Linked DNA regions of Mus musculus: region 1 is linked to region 2. Evidence: chromatin contacts called from public promoter capture Hi-C data. All regions are on one chromosome and are shown on one strand. The core of a region is the stretch at or near the end of the contact, and the rest is flanking DNA. Distances in the headings are between cores, read along the strand shown. Region 1 has its middle 150 kb from the start of Tprg. Region 2 overlaps Bcl6 (B cell leukemia/lymphoma 6).

Region 1 (7,204 bases), core at 3,882-6,381, 1.5 Mb after region 2:
GGAGGAGGAGGAGGAGGAGGAAAGAGAAGCAGGAGAGGAGGAGAGTCTCTATGGGATAGCTGAGCCATAAATAGGTGGTCATGAGGGCTGGCCAAGTGGACTTAAGAACAGCTGAGATGGAACATAGTAATAATAAGTAATAACTTGAGTTTATTGATAGAAAAATAGATTCTAACAGCATGGAGGGTAGGCAGCTGCCCAATTGTTGTGCTGTGTAGGGCATACTAAAAATATAAAGGCTGTATACTTCTTTCATTCAGGAACATAAATGGTCTAAGGAAGGGAAGAAGCCCCAGGCTGGTGTTTTAAATATTTTATTACTACAGGGAGAATGTTCTAATTCTATTTCAATTAAAAATAAAATTTAAAAAGTTATGAGGTTAGACAGTCGATTAGCTCTGGGAAAGACTGACGGAAAGACCCCTTAATATGAGGCATAAGAGATACTAGTAGGATTGCTCGTGGACCTAAAACAGAATGAAAGATGCAGGTAGCAGAAGTCGTGTAATCAAGATTCAAAGATAGTGGATGTGTGTCTCCAGGTGAACCTGCTCAAGGACACGATAACAGGATGTAGAGGGAAATGTATGATACTGGTTTCCATCTGGATTGCCTCCAATAAACTTCTGAGACATTCTTATTAGGGAAGCATGCTGAGAGTGCTGTTATCTTTTATCCAGTTAACATTTCAACTTTAAGGACAATATGTTCTTACATCTAAAATCATAGTGAACTCAAATTTAGAATGCACTTTGAAGAACATCATCTTCCTCCTGGAAGTGTATCCTGAGGGAAGACACAGAACTGAGGCTCCATTGGTTCTAAACCCATGGGTTGCAACTCCCTTGGGGTGAATGTCCCTTTCACAAGGGGTTGTCTATGATGATCTGCATATCACAATTTTATGTTAAGATTCATAACAGTAGCAAAATTACAATTTTGAATTAGCAACAAAAATAATTTTATGGTTGTGGTCACTACAACTTGAGAAACTGTATTAAAGTGCTGCAGCATTGGAAAGGTTGAAAACCACTGCTGTAGATGAATGTAAATGACTATCTTCTGTAGTTGGGACAATTAGTGATTATCTCAGCCTGTGCTTTGTACAAAAAGTGTCTTCTTGTTTCTTTGCTTGCACTACTCAAATTTAATGCTTGGGTGTTTATTCCACTACCATGTCCCACTTAATTTTTTTCAGAAACCTAAGAGCCAAGACTGCTGCTGCAGTCATGGCCACTAATCTACCAGTGAGCAGACCTGCTGTTATTGAAGCTCACAGAATTCACAATTGGGTAAAACAGATGATAACTCTTCACCTCCAATTGAGTGCATTGCCCCTTCCAGCACTATGAAAGCAAAAACATAGGCATGATGCTTCCAAGTGAGCATCTACTTGAGTTCTCCATGTTCTTTGATGCAAGTACATGATATTTCGGTAATGTGATCTTCCGTTCAAATTATGAAGATAATAACTTCAAGAGCATTAATAATAGTTGAACTTTTAGGGTTTATGGGGGCTTCACTGACCAACAACTTCTAATGTGGTGACTCATTCCTGACACTGGGCCTTTTGATTTTAGATAATCGTGTCTAGGGGGTGGTGTTGTGACCTAGCTATAGGGGAGCTTTATTTAAACTCTTTTTATATGTTTATACATAGTTTTTTTAGGAAGCTTCTACAGCAATAGATTCATATGACTTTTTCAAAGGCCTGCAGTATTTGTCATCCTTCTCCATACTCCCTTCATTTCCAAGTCCTACCTTCACCCCACATAATGTTTTCTGCTCCATTATTTACCATTCTCACTTTATGACACAATCTGTAATCTCTCTTTTCTCCTTTGAAATCCCTTTTCCTGGTTTCCTAATAATTTTCCACTATGATCAAGTGGTCTTCATCCAAGAGAATGCAGAGATGTCTTGATATGATTATATTAATAAATGTAATCTACCACGTGAACAGGCACAACAATAGAAGGTCAATATCACCCTTAGGTGAAGAAAAGGCTTTTGACAGAATTCAAGATCTTTTCAGGATAAAACTCCCAGAGAATCTAGAGATGGAGAGGGCATATCTCAACACAATTAAAAAAGAAAGTCCACAGTCAACATTATGCTAAAAGAAGAACAACTTAAAGTATATCCACCCAAATCAGGAATAAGCCAATGATGTCTACTCTCTTCAGGTTTACTCAACACAGTGCTTGAAATCTTAGATAGAGAAATAAAATTAAAGTCCCTAACAGATGGTGAGAAGTCAAAGTATTTTTTTATTGGCAGATAATCTGATTCAGTACATGAAAGATCCCAAAGAATCCTCCAGAAAACCTGATGAAACACATTCAGTAAAATAGCAGGGTACACGTTTAGTACAAAGTTTCCGTAGCCTTTCCAAGATACCAACAAAATGCACACCAAGAATGAAATCAGAAAACAATCCATTTATATCAGCCCCCCAAAATTACCTGGAAATAAAAGAAGTGAAATCTGCATAAAGCAAGGAAGTGAATGACTTCCACTGGTTCAGTGAAAACTCTAAGACATCAAAGAAAGAAATTGAAGAAGATTCCAGAAGATGGAGAGACTACCTATACCATGGATTGGTAGGACTAATATTGTAAAAATGACCATCATTGCCAAAAGCCATTTACAAATGCAATGCGATTTCCAACAAAAAAATGCAATCATTTTTTCCACAGGAACTGAAAATTGTCTTAAATTTTATATGGAAGTACAAAACATCCTAGAGAGCCAAAACGATAACAAAGGAAAAAGCAATGCTGGAGACATTGCTATTCCTGATTTCAAGTTGTACTACAGAGCTGCACCAATACAAACTGTGTGTTACAGGCATCAAAATGGACACAATGGTCAATGGAATAATACTAAGGACTCACATGTAAGCCCGGATTCCCACAGCCACTTGGTTTTTGATAAGGAGGCCAAAGGGATACATTGGAGAAAAGGTGCATTTCAATAAATGCTTCTATTCCAACTAGGAAACTACTAGAACTTAACTTGAAAAGGTCAAGAAAGAGCCTCAAAATAAGGCCCGATATCCTGAAGCTGATAGAGAAGAGGGTGAGAAATATATTTCAACTTACAGGTACAGGAAAGGATTTTCTGAACAGAGCCCTGGTAGTTCAGTCATTAAGACTACCAATTGATAAATGGACCTCATAGAAGTAACAAATTCCTATATAGCAAGGGACAATATCATTAGATTTAAAAGATAGCTCTCAGAATGGAAAAATTCTCTGTCAGCTATATATCTAAAAGAGGGTTAGTGTCTGCAATATCCAGAGAACTAATACAATTAAACCTCCAGAAAACAACAACAACGAACCAACCAACCAAGTTAAAAATCAAGGCATATTTTAAAAAATATTCAGCATCTTTATAAACACATCAGGTAAATGTGAATTAAAACTACCTTGAGATTTTATGTTAAACCAGTGAGACAGACTAACATAAAACAAGTAACATGGCGTGGATGTAGTGAAAAAGGAACACTTGTTCACCTTGGAGGAACTGAAAACTGGTGCTACCTCTAGGAAGATAATTTTCTGGAAAAGCTAGAAGTAGATATACAATATGATACAGCAGTGGCATTCTTGGGCATATACCCAAGGGACTCTCTCCTTGTACAGAGATCCTTGATCATTGTTGCTCTATTCCTAATAGGCAGGGAATGGAAACAAACTAGATGCTCATCAATGAATGGATGGGTAAGGAAAGTGTGCTGTGTTTACACAACATGACATTATTCAGGTGTAAAAAGGGAAATGGTGACGATGTTTGCACCTAAGTGGATAGACCTTGAAATGATAAATCTGAAGGGGGCAAACCAGACCCAGAAAGACAAACATAGCATGCTCCTTTTCATATGTGTATGATCGCTTCAAATATTTAGATATATGAGAATAAATTGTAATAGAACATTTTGGGATACTAGAAGGATCCAAAGTTCTTCATTCTGTGTTGCCCGATACAGGGACTAGTAATCATGAAATATGGCAGGTTTAGATTTAGAAATTAAAATTATTATGTTGTAATTAATTTAAATAGACAAAACTGCTTATGTCTAGAGGTCATCAGAGTGAGCAGGATAGGTGTGAAGAAAGGAAGGGTAATGAGACCCTGAATGCTATCAATGAAGAGGGATTGCAGCATCTCTGATCATTTCTGGGAATGTTTAAGAAGATACAAGCATTTTTGAATTGCATGTTTTTGCCATATTTCATTCCATATTTAAGAAAAACAAATGCTAAGAAGAATTTGAGTTCAAAACCCCCAACTTTTCCACCCAAATCTGCTTTCAAGTCAGTATGTCATTAGAAAAGTTATTTTTCTTGTTCTTTTGTTTACATTAATAGCTGAAGCAGAAGTACAATACGATTTCTATGCATGCATTCATTCATATCAGATGTCATTTGTTGATTTACTCTCTGGGAGAATGCCTTAGTTTGTCTACATCTTAACTACATCCACCCCTTTCTCTTTTTATTTTTAGGTGTGTTTATATTCATTATAATGATATAATATGCTTTTATTTCTGTTTTTATCAACTTTATTTGCTATCATTTCCCTCGCTATAGAGATCCATCCCAGGGACATTAAATTAGAGTTTATCCTGTCCTGTTTACTTTTTGCCTTTTGGTTAGACATGTATTCACTCTTATGTTACCCAGACCATAAAGTGCTCCCTTGTGTTCTGAAGTTATGGTGTTTCCAGATTCTTTTAGAGTCTCTAAGTTTAAACCTGCCTGTGGAAGGAGGCAGGTGAGCATGGAATCATCTGCTCATTTTCTTTAGTTTTTTCTTATTTTCTATTATTATTATTATTATTATTATTGGTGGTGGTGGTGGTGGTGGTGGTGGTGGTATAAGGTGGTTCTCATCTTCTTGCCTGTGTAAAATTTGCTGTGTTTCTAAGATTTAGAACACATTTCGTTTTACTGTCAGTCTCCCAAAGATTCATGTTACCAACATGTCTTTCTTTTTTCAGTTGAAGGAAGCAGGATGCTGAGGAACAGGATAAACTGACCAAGGTCATATAAAGGAGGTGCTATAAAGCTGAGTCACTTCTATGTTATGATGACAAATTCCACAGATATGGTTTCAGTACGATTTTCTTAACCATTCAACTTTGCAAAAATGCTATGGGTTAGGTTTCTTATTTCATATTTACAATCCACACTGTGTGTTGCAGCAGAGAAATTTGAAGCTTGTGTGCTGTGACCACAGTTTCTTTCAAGGAACTCTAAAAATGCCTCCAAGGCATTAGGGTGCTTCATGAACCAAAGCTGACAAATGCTTTGCTACGGGTAAGGAACTATCTGACATTAAGCTAACATTTACCAAGCACTTATGTGCTGGCATCTGAGCTAGAATATTTCCTATGCATTATCTTGTTTTTATTCTCCCAACAACTCTCTAAATAGAATTAAATAGCTCAAGTTTCAATAATTCACCACTGTGATTGGGCTATGTCTTTCTTTAAAATGAGAGAGAATAATTTGAACATCAAACACACCCAAAGATAAAATGAATTTGGCAAAAGTAAAATGAGATTATGTAGGTAGTTTGGGTTTTGTGGGTATAGGCAGTATAGAAACATAGCTTGGTGAGCAATGTGTTTAGGCTGTGCTCCTGAAACCAGCAGTTAAATTCAACCAGGTGGACTGGTGTTAGGGAATGTTGCTCCTGTATAAATATGAAAAGATTCCCAGTGCTTTCTAAAATCACCAAGCTCCAAGGAAGACAGTGTTAGAGCACCTGAGTATGGGCTGCAAATACTTACAGCTCACATGGAAGCTTCCTGCCATTCCTAGACATTAATGTCTGTGGTCAAGCTCCCAATGGTTCAAACACGCTCACTTTTGACTATGGAATGGGCGATCATGTATTCACATGATATTTTTAAGAATAGAATTATCTTTCAAAAATAAGCATTTCCAGTTTTTAAAAGGAAGATTTATTTGTCAAGTTTCACTTAGTAGAATACATCTAAATGAAATTCACAATACAAGGTAAGGTTTAAATCAAAGCCTCAGAATTCCATACAAACAGCATGACCAAACTCCTAAAGTATTGGTGTCATGACTCAAAATTGTCCTGGATTTAAAAAACAAAAACAAAAACAAAACTGAAAAGTATACACTCACATACTGTACAGAATATGAAACCAAAAATCTAGAATTAACAAACAAGCCAGATGTTGTCACTTTGAATCAAAGACACAGCTCCTGTATTTGATTTTTACAGAAAAGCATGTTTTTTTAACATGTACCCCAAGTTTTCAGTGTATTGTGGTGTAAGAGCAACAACATCCAGTGTAAGTGAAACTGCTTTAAACTGAAGCATGCTTACAGCTTGAGTATACTCCTCCAACAGAAGTAACTTGAGGAAAGTTGAAAGTGGAGATGACAACACTGAACTTGTTAGCATATCCTAGAGGAATATTTTCAGAGATCGAAATTACTGAGCTTAAAGTTTGAAAACAATTATAACTTTCAGTTTATAGTAAGCACGAATCTCAAGCTTGTAATGCAAAACTGTTAAATTTTGTTGTCTTAAAAAAAAAAAGGAGAAAGAAGAAAGAATGAAGCTGAGCTGTAGTGATCGGAAGCAATTGAATTTGTCAATTATCATTATACTGGGTATGCTGGATAGCCTTCCTACTCCATCTAGTTCCAGTACATGCAGCCTTTTATTCCCGTAGATGCTATTTGATGTTTCCTCTCTTCCTAAGTAAGGTTTGACTGATAGTCATTGCATTTTCCTGAAGAACTTGATCATATCTCCTCATACTGCTCTGACTACCATAACCACTTCCATAGTCGCCACTAAGCTGCTGGCTGGCAGGACCTCTGTAACTAGACTGGTTGGATAAACCCATTACCCCCCAACCCCCCATCACCTGGCTATCATAATCACTACCACTTGCCCCTTCTGTAAAATTCAAAAAGAGCTCTACCTCCACCTGTCCCTGCAGTAGAATTCAAGAAGAGCCCCACATATCTGTGCTGAAGATTTGCTTTATCTTTTTGCAAGAGCTGCCACAGCATCTTCATGAGTAGCAAACTCAACGTCTGCCTCACCCGCAACTCTGCCATCAGGTCCTATTTCAATGTGTACTCTCATGGAATTAAGAGGTGAGAAAAAAATAGTAAATATCACTCTCAGTAGCTCTGTATGGCAA
Region 2 (7,304 bases), core at 3,127-5,626:
GGAATCACCCCCTCTCAAAAGATTCACTTCTCTGTCAGCCAAATGGTCTCAGCAGGTTCCACAACTCCCTAGGGTGGGGGCTAACTCTGGAGCTGAATGCTACTTCCTTCCAGACACTGCAGATAGGAAAGCCCTACCCCATTCAGCTGGCTTGGACAAATCACTCTTCCCTCTCCCGCTCATCATTGGACCACATCTTTATAACGGCCAGGATTCACTATAAAGGAAACTGAGGCTCCCAAAACAAGCTCTTGCCCAAGATCTCAAAACAATTCTCCAATAAAGTCCTATGCAAACAACCCCAAGGAGAGTCAGACCGGCAAGGACAGCTGAACCAGAATGGGTTTCCCTCTAATGCCGGGTCCAGCCTCAGTAATCCCCAACTGAGACGTAAACTAACCCATCCATGCATCCTTTCCCTCCCTGGGGCACTTTCCTAGTGTGCTTTGAATAAGGCAGCTTCAAGTAAGGAGTTTCCAGTGGGAAGGAAGAGAGACAGAAAGAGAGAGGGAGAGAGAATCTGAGAGTCGAGGGGAAAAGAGCACTAGAGCCAATGCTCCTTTCTTTCCCTTTGGGGAGGGGAGTGGAGTGGCAGCCGCGCTAGCCTGTTCACACACACCCGCACAAACCCCAGCCCTGATGCCAGGCAAGCTTGCGCAGACTCGCTCGCCGCACCTAGCTGTACCTGTCTTCCTGGGACCGCCCACCCCCTGGCGATCGGCTGGCACTGCTGCCCATCCACTTCGAAGCCAGGGAAGTTTCGGCCGGGGCCGAGTGGTAGGACTGTAACAACTAATTTGGTTACATTCAAATAAATGTTTTCCTGCACCTCCGTAGCTAGCATTGTGTGTGTCTTTTTTTTTTTCTTTTCCTGTTATTCTGTCAAAGTAGGGGGCCACCAGGGGAATGGTACAGCCCTCTCATTCCCGGAACGTAGTCGATCTCGGCTCTAAGGATTTCACAGAACACTCCTGCCCAGCGCGGTCTCCAACGAGAAGTAACTTTCCAGGAAGCCGCGGCCTGACAGCCCAGCCCCGGATCGCTGGCTGCACAAAGCTGACCGGGGACAGAGCACCCTTTTCCCCTAAATCCGCTGTCTACAGGGGTTCCGGGTTCCAGACCTGAGTCTACTCTGTCCCTATCCCTGCCCCCAGCAAGCTAAAAGCCGCAGAGAGCAGAGTCCAAGAGTCTGGAGACAGTCAGAGGCTCGCTTCAGGATTTCTATTTTGCCCTATTCTGGCAACTGAGTGTGCTAGGGTTCGTTTGCTTTTGTTTTGTTATTGTTTGTCTTAGGGTCTTGATGTTATTTCTTGGGTTTTCTTTCTGTCTTCCCGCTTGCTACCTCCTTCCCTGCTTTAGAAGGGAATGGGTAGATAAGAAATTAAGGCCAAAAAGATTGTGTCCTGGGACTAAGAGTCTCCATCCTTGGAGAAACCTGGCCGAATTGGGGCGCGAGGGGTGGGGAGTGGGGGAGGACTAAACCTGGAAAAAAAAGTAAACTGAAAACCCCTTCAGTCTACGTCGGCAAGAAAGGGGAGATTTCCGCCCAACCTTCTTTAGAGTTGGAGCTACCAGACTGAAGCCAGACGTGCTCCGGAATTCAGTGTCTTATTTTCCTGAAACCGTGGAGACTGGGTAACAGGGCCCACCCCAGAGAAACCTCTGACACACAGCAGGGTTGCCTCGCCTTCCCAGAAATGAACTCCGTGTGGCCACCCCCTAAGTGCTCTCGGTAGCCTTGTGCCTTTGGGGAGGTCTGCACAACCTCCATCCAGTCCTAAAAGTAACGGGTAGCATCGTTACACTGCACATCCCTTCAGTGATGGAGGCGGGATCAGATTCGCAACCCAGAGACGGGGTCTGTCTGGTTCCCTGTTTTGTGGTTTCCTTTTCCTTCGGTATGAATTAACGGTGACAAAGGTAATTTTATATGGGACAGGAATGAATATCCTAGGAGTTACCATTCTCACTTACTGGACTTCTGTCTAACGCTAGAGGGAGCTCTCCATCAAGGCTTGAAACCATAGCCGGCTGCTCGCCCCGCCCCTCCTTCCCATTGACCTAGTTTGGCCAGGGTCTGGATTTGGAGAACGCTTTTCCACTTCTCTCTACCCAGGATGGTTGTTGGGTTATTGGTAGTCTAATAACTTCAATAGCTCTCCGAAAAATCTAAAGAGGGTTCATAAAATGTAAATCACTGTCCAAGGAGTTTGAAGGCGGGAGGAGGGTAGGGATGACGCGTTGAAACATGCCCCTGAGCTCCAGCAGGAGCGCTCTTTCCCAACAGGGTGCTCAGGTCTAGCCAGCCTCTTCTGGCGAAAATGGGTAGAGTCAAAGTGTTGCTTCTGTTCTGGAGGTAGGGAAGGACAATATTGTTGCTCTTGCCTCTGGGCGGGAATGACACAGAGATAAAAAGAGAAGTTGATAGTGCGATGGATCCGCAGCTGCGTGAGCTAACCAGAGGACTTTGTGTCCTGACTTTCATTTCTGTTACGTGTCCTGCCTCAGAGCTCTTGCTAGCCTACAAGCTTCGAGGAAATGCAATAAAATAAAGGGATGTGTTTTATCATCAAGAGCTGAAGAGCTGAAGGGACGCTCCCCACGAGCCTGGTCGAGACAGCCTCCAGAAGGTCTGCTGACAATGCCAGCAAACCATGTCCTTCAGAAGAGATCTCTTCCCTCATCCTGACCGGACTGAGATCGGCGTTGGGGTGGGCGGGGTACTGTGGGGCAGGAAAGAGAGGCATCATCTCCCCAAGCAAACAATGCTTTTTTAAATTCGATCTAGACAGAAGTCAGCTAAGGTCTTTATTCACGTTAATGAAGATGGAAGGCACTAACTGTCCTTGGAAAGCGATGAGTCAAACTTGACCGCGCTTCAGACACGTCCCCAGATTCGTTTCCAACCCGAACAGAGGCGCATTTCTCCGCGGCGGCCTGGGACAACTCCCGCAGTGATAGAAGATGAACTGGATTCCTCCCGGCCCCGGCGGGGGGTTGGGGGGAGGGGGCGGGGGAGACAGCTGTGTCTCTGCGATGAGGACGCCACTAGAGGCCGCCAGTGCGTCGGTGCAACCGGGCCATCTCGGTTAAGAGCTTTGAGGGGAAAAACAAAAAACAAAAACAAACAAACAAACAAACAAAAAAAACCCCAAAACCTACGGAGGAGATGGGCTACAAATTCTCAAAGAATAAAGCTCTGCTTATTCACAACCCCTACAGACACGCGCGCGCGCGCGCACACACACACACACACAGCTAATTTCTCCCCAGGCCACTAAGTAAAGAATAAACTGGGTGAAAAGAGAGTGAGTCCGGAGTTCAAACTTACAGAAAGCCAGTGCACAACCCCAAGGAGACCAAGTAGTTTCTGGCCACTCAACTCCCAGAACAAGCACCACAGCTTAGAGATGCCCCACCTGCTCACACCTCTGTCACCTTTCCATGTCCATTGTCAAAACCTTTAAGCTAAGACTGGGAGGGGGCAGTTTCCAATGTGCACTGGATACTCCAGTGACCCAAGATTAAACTGCTCTCCCCTTCTCTTAGATAGACTGGAATGAACTCCCTTGGTGAATTCTTTGGAGTTCAGAAACTTACTGTCAGGCCCTATGCCACAATTGCAATGAAGTTTAAATCTTAAAGCTCCTGAGAGTTTGGGTGCAATCTTTCCGCTACTAAAGTTCTCTGTGGAGAGGCCACAAATATCCTTAAAGAAAGTACTGTTTCTCAGTTGACATAGATACTGATGGCTGAGCCACGGTGTATGTCGACGTCGTGGGAATATGATTTTCATCTGTCTCGTCAAAACATTGGAAGTCGGATGCTGTCTTCATTGGACAATGCCCTTCTCCTCCTCAGTCCTAGCGTCTGACCAGGATCCAGACAACACCGCTTCGGGCGCAAACCTTGAGCGTGACCTACCACTAGGTGGCGGACTCAGTCCATTCAAGAATCACCCTGTTAGCATCGCCTTCTACACTCGGCACCCCTGACCACCGTGGTTTTGTCTCTCTTGGGGGTGGGGGGAAGTTGCTTCCAAAACTGAAGTCGGAACACATTTAGTTGAGTAGATGTAATTCCGTTCTTCCGATGCTCATGACTCTAGCTAACACCGTACGGCGTCAGGAGCCGTATATTATTTGGTTATTTGTTCCTTTCTTCCTCTCCTCAAAGCTGGCTACACATTCTTTCAAAAAGAACCACACCTGAAAGTATTAAGAGAGACTCGTGCCAAAGAGAGAGACAGTGAGAGGGGGAGGGCGGGAGAGAGAAGGAGGGGAGCAAAAATCGGGAATAACCCCATGGTTCATACCCACAGAGGAAGTGGGGACCAGAGGTCAGCCCTTTCACTCACTGAGCAAAGCGGGTGCGGAACAGAACAGAATATGGCCTTTGGAGGTGCTACTGGTCCGTATCGGGAAGCAGGAAGGGTTGGGAGGAGCAAAAAGAAGCTAACCAGCAGAGCTAGTATGCAGAGTCGCCTGTCGCTGCTGCGGTCCCACTTGTTGCGCAGTGTAGGAAACCGGCACGCGCCTCGCTACTTTGTCTCTCACAACCCAGCCTATGCTGTTCCCTGCGGTCCACAAACCTCTCCCCCATCACTTCGACACAAGCCACCACGGCCCCCGGGGAAACTACAACACTTTCAGTTCTACGGTTTTACACACACACACACACACACACACACTCCTCTTTAGCTCAGAGTCAGACCGTCAATCTACTGCGGTACCTGAAGTCAAGTCTGAGAGGAAAATAGCTACATCAATCCAGAGAAGTCGCAGATAAGCCCCACCTCTATCCCACCTCATCTCCACTCCTGAAAGGGTGTCCCTTGAATTATGGGAAGGACATCGCCTGGTAGGACACCATTCTAGTTTGGAAAACAACGTGTCTCTATCTTATTTGAAAGATTAACTGCAAAGTATTGATTTTAAAAGTTTCCTCTCTCTCTCTCTCTCTCTCTCTCTCTCTCTCTCTCTCTCTCTCAGGGTTAGGGGTAAGCACATTAGGCTTATTTCACAATTATTTTTCAAATATTTGACTTTTACCAATAGTTTTACTCACCAAGGGGTGGCGCTGCCGCACTACCTCCCCTGAAACTTAAGTTTTTGGGTTTTTGTTTTTTGGTTTTTGGTTGTTTTTTTTTTTTTTTTCACAACCGAGGGGGATATCCCCAGCAGGGGACAGAGGGAAGGAAAGATTTTGACATCTAGTCATGGCTCAACCCATAACTGGAACTCCTCGGGGCTCAGCAAACGACAACTTAGAAATTTAGGATGCCATTCCTGACCACCAAGGCCAGAATAAATTAGTCTTTTCAAGAAAACACTCTGGTAAACCCTTCAAACCTGAGGTGAGGAAGAGAGTATTTAGTGAATACCCGTTTCCTGGTTGTCTCTGCTCAAGTCACTTGGTTGTCTTGAACAGCATCTAACCTTACTGTCACTACCAACAGATCTTTAAAATCATCCAATGCCTGGAAGTATTAGAAAAGAAAATCTTCCAAATAGGATGCTGGAAACTTCTATTTATAAACTAGGGGGTGGGGGAGTGGGGGTGGGGTGGGGAGGTGTCCATCTACAGCTTTCTATTTTGGCTTCAGGACTCAACTGCAGTCATTTTAGCAAGAGAAATGTCCATCTCCTGGTGTTTTCTCTCCATTTCCTCTCCCCCCACCCCCCCGGGACAAATATCTTTCCTTCTTTTATTAAAATCGGTATATAAAGAAGAATACAATTTCACCTAACTCCTTTGAGCTCAAGTTTGCTACCTCCAGGAATAGCATGTGGACTAGGGCCAGATGAACTTCAACTTGGTCTGCAGGCTTATGAGGTCCTGCTCAAGTGCCTGCCAAAGGCACTTGGTAGTAAATTGTGAGCAAAATAGATACCTGTCTCTGGATGGATCACGCTGCCCCCTCCCCTATTTTAAAGTTGTTTATTACACACACACACACACACACACACTCACACACACACATACTCACACCACACACCTCGCAAAGAAAAAGGGAAACCAGCGAACTGCAGAGGAAGCCAGAGGCATAGCTCAGAGCCACAAACTGTATTTCTAAACAGTCTCCTCTCTCTCTCTCTCTCCTTCTCTCTCTCTCCTCTCTCTCTCCTTCTCTCTCTCTCCCCCCTTCCATTCCTTGCTCTTTTCTTTTTTTTGTGGATAGTAATATACACTGGCATTGCAATATTTTCCTATGAGAACTATACAATGTTTGAAGGGGAAAAAGAGATAAAATTACTTCTTAGGGAGTGGGGTGCGATGCTTGTCAAGGACCCTGTAACTGCTTCTGAGTTCCAGCGCCGGGCTTGAGGTCATTTCTCACTACCCCTAGCACAAAAACTAAATTTCTATGGGAGGGAGCGCAACACAGAGATTATTTATTTTACTGTTAAAATAATATTGTTTGGTGCTGTTGTTTTTCATAGGGGACCTTTAAAACTCATTTTTGCAACACTAGCTCCATCTCTCGCCAGGGTTCCAATAACGCGGTATTATACAGGCAACGCAACCCGCAGTTCTCAAGACATTTAACGTTCACTGTTTCCGGCAGGGGTGGCCTCCAGCTCCCACTGCCCCCCAGGCAGCCCATTTCCTAGGTTCCAACTCTCAACCCACTCCCTCCCCGGGCCGCCGCCGCCGCTTTTCCCCATTCCTACTCCCTCCCTTGAGGAGAGCCACAGGTTGCAAATCCAACCAACCTCGCAATCTGTTTTTGCAAAATCACTCACAAAGATCTCCCTATCGCACCCGCTCCTCCCGTCCGGGGTCCCCCAGCAGGAATCACAAAGTACCCCTTCTTCCCTCCCTGATCTTGCAAATCAGGAACGCAGGCTGGGGCTCTGTTTTTCTTCCTTCTCCCAAAATAAGGACCTTGGGAATCTGAAGAGTGGCTATCGCTATACCCAGGGCCACTTTTTTTTTTTTTTTTTTTTTTAAACACAGCTTGCACCAAGGGGGAAAAATGAAATTAAATTTAGGAAAGGGAGGGAACTACCGCTGAGAGCCAACGCAGTCACGCAGCACCCAAAATACAAACACCGCGGCCGCCAGAAATCCCGCCACCTCTCCGGAGCTCCGGGCTGGCTGGCCAAGACCCCCCCGGGTCCCGCACGCTGAAAGCGCCGCAGGTGCAAAAAAAACAAAAAACAAAAAACAAAAAAACCGCGCACCCCTCTCCCACCCTCCCCCAAAATCCCTGTCCCGCCTTCAAGCCTCCTTCCTCGGGCTGGGCAGACCGAGCGCACCCGGGTTCCCGACTGCCTCGACTCCAACCAAGAAAGAGTAAT

Evidence for each region. Promoter capture Hi-C pulls out the DNA fragments that hold promoters and counts their contacts.
Region 1: a promoter capture Hi-C map of the 3T3-L1 cell line shows a contact between it and region 2, with 14 times the contacts expected there. The contact joins two enhancer-like sites. A contact is called at or near these places in 6 of 39 promoter capture datasets (the 3T3-L1 cell line, embryonic stem cells, hippocampal neurons and 1 more), 2 of 115 datasets of contacts at active chromatin or transcription factors (astrocytes and stem cell-derived neural progenitor cells) and 1 of 9 other capture datasets (embryonic stem cells).

The regions. Positions count from the first base shown.
Region 1 is chr16:25,435,055-25,442,258 of GRCm38.p6, forward strand. It overlaps the pseudogene Gm18896. Among named protein-coding and RNA genes, the nearest start is that of Tprg, 150 kb to the left of the region's middle. Within about 2 kb of position 5,132, at least 27 of the 459 cell types and tissues checked have an H3K27ac peak or open chromatin away from gene starts, as enhancers often do.
Region 2 is chr16:23,980,440-23,987,743 of GRCm38.p6, forward strand. All of the region lies in intron 1 of Bcl6 (B cell leukemia/lymphoma 6), which reads right to left. Among named protein-coding and RNA genes, the nearest start is that of Gm31527, 4.2 kb to the right of the region's middle. Within about 2 kb of position 4,377, at least 179 of the 459 cell types and tissues checked have an H3K27ac peak or open chromatin away from gene starts, as enhancers often do.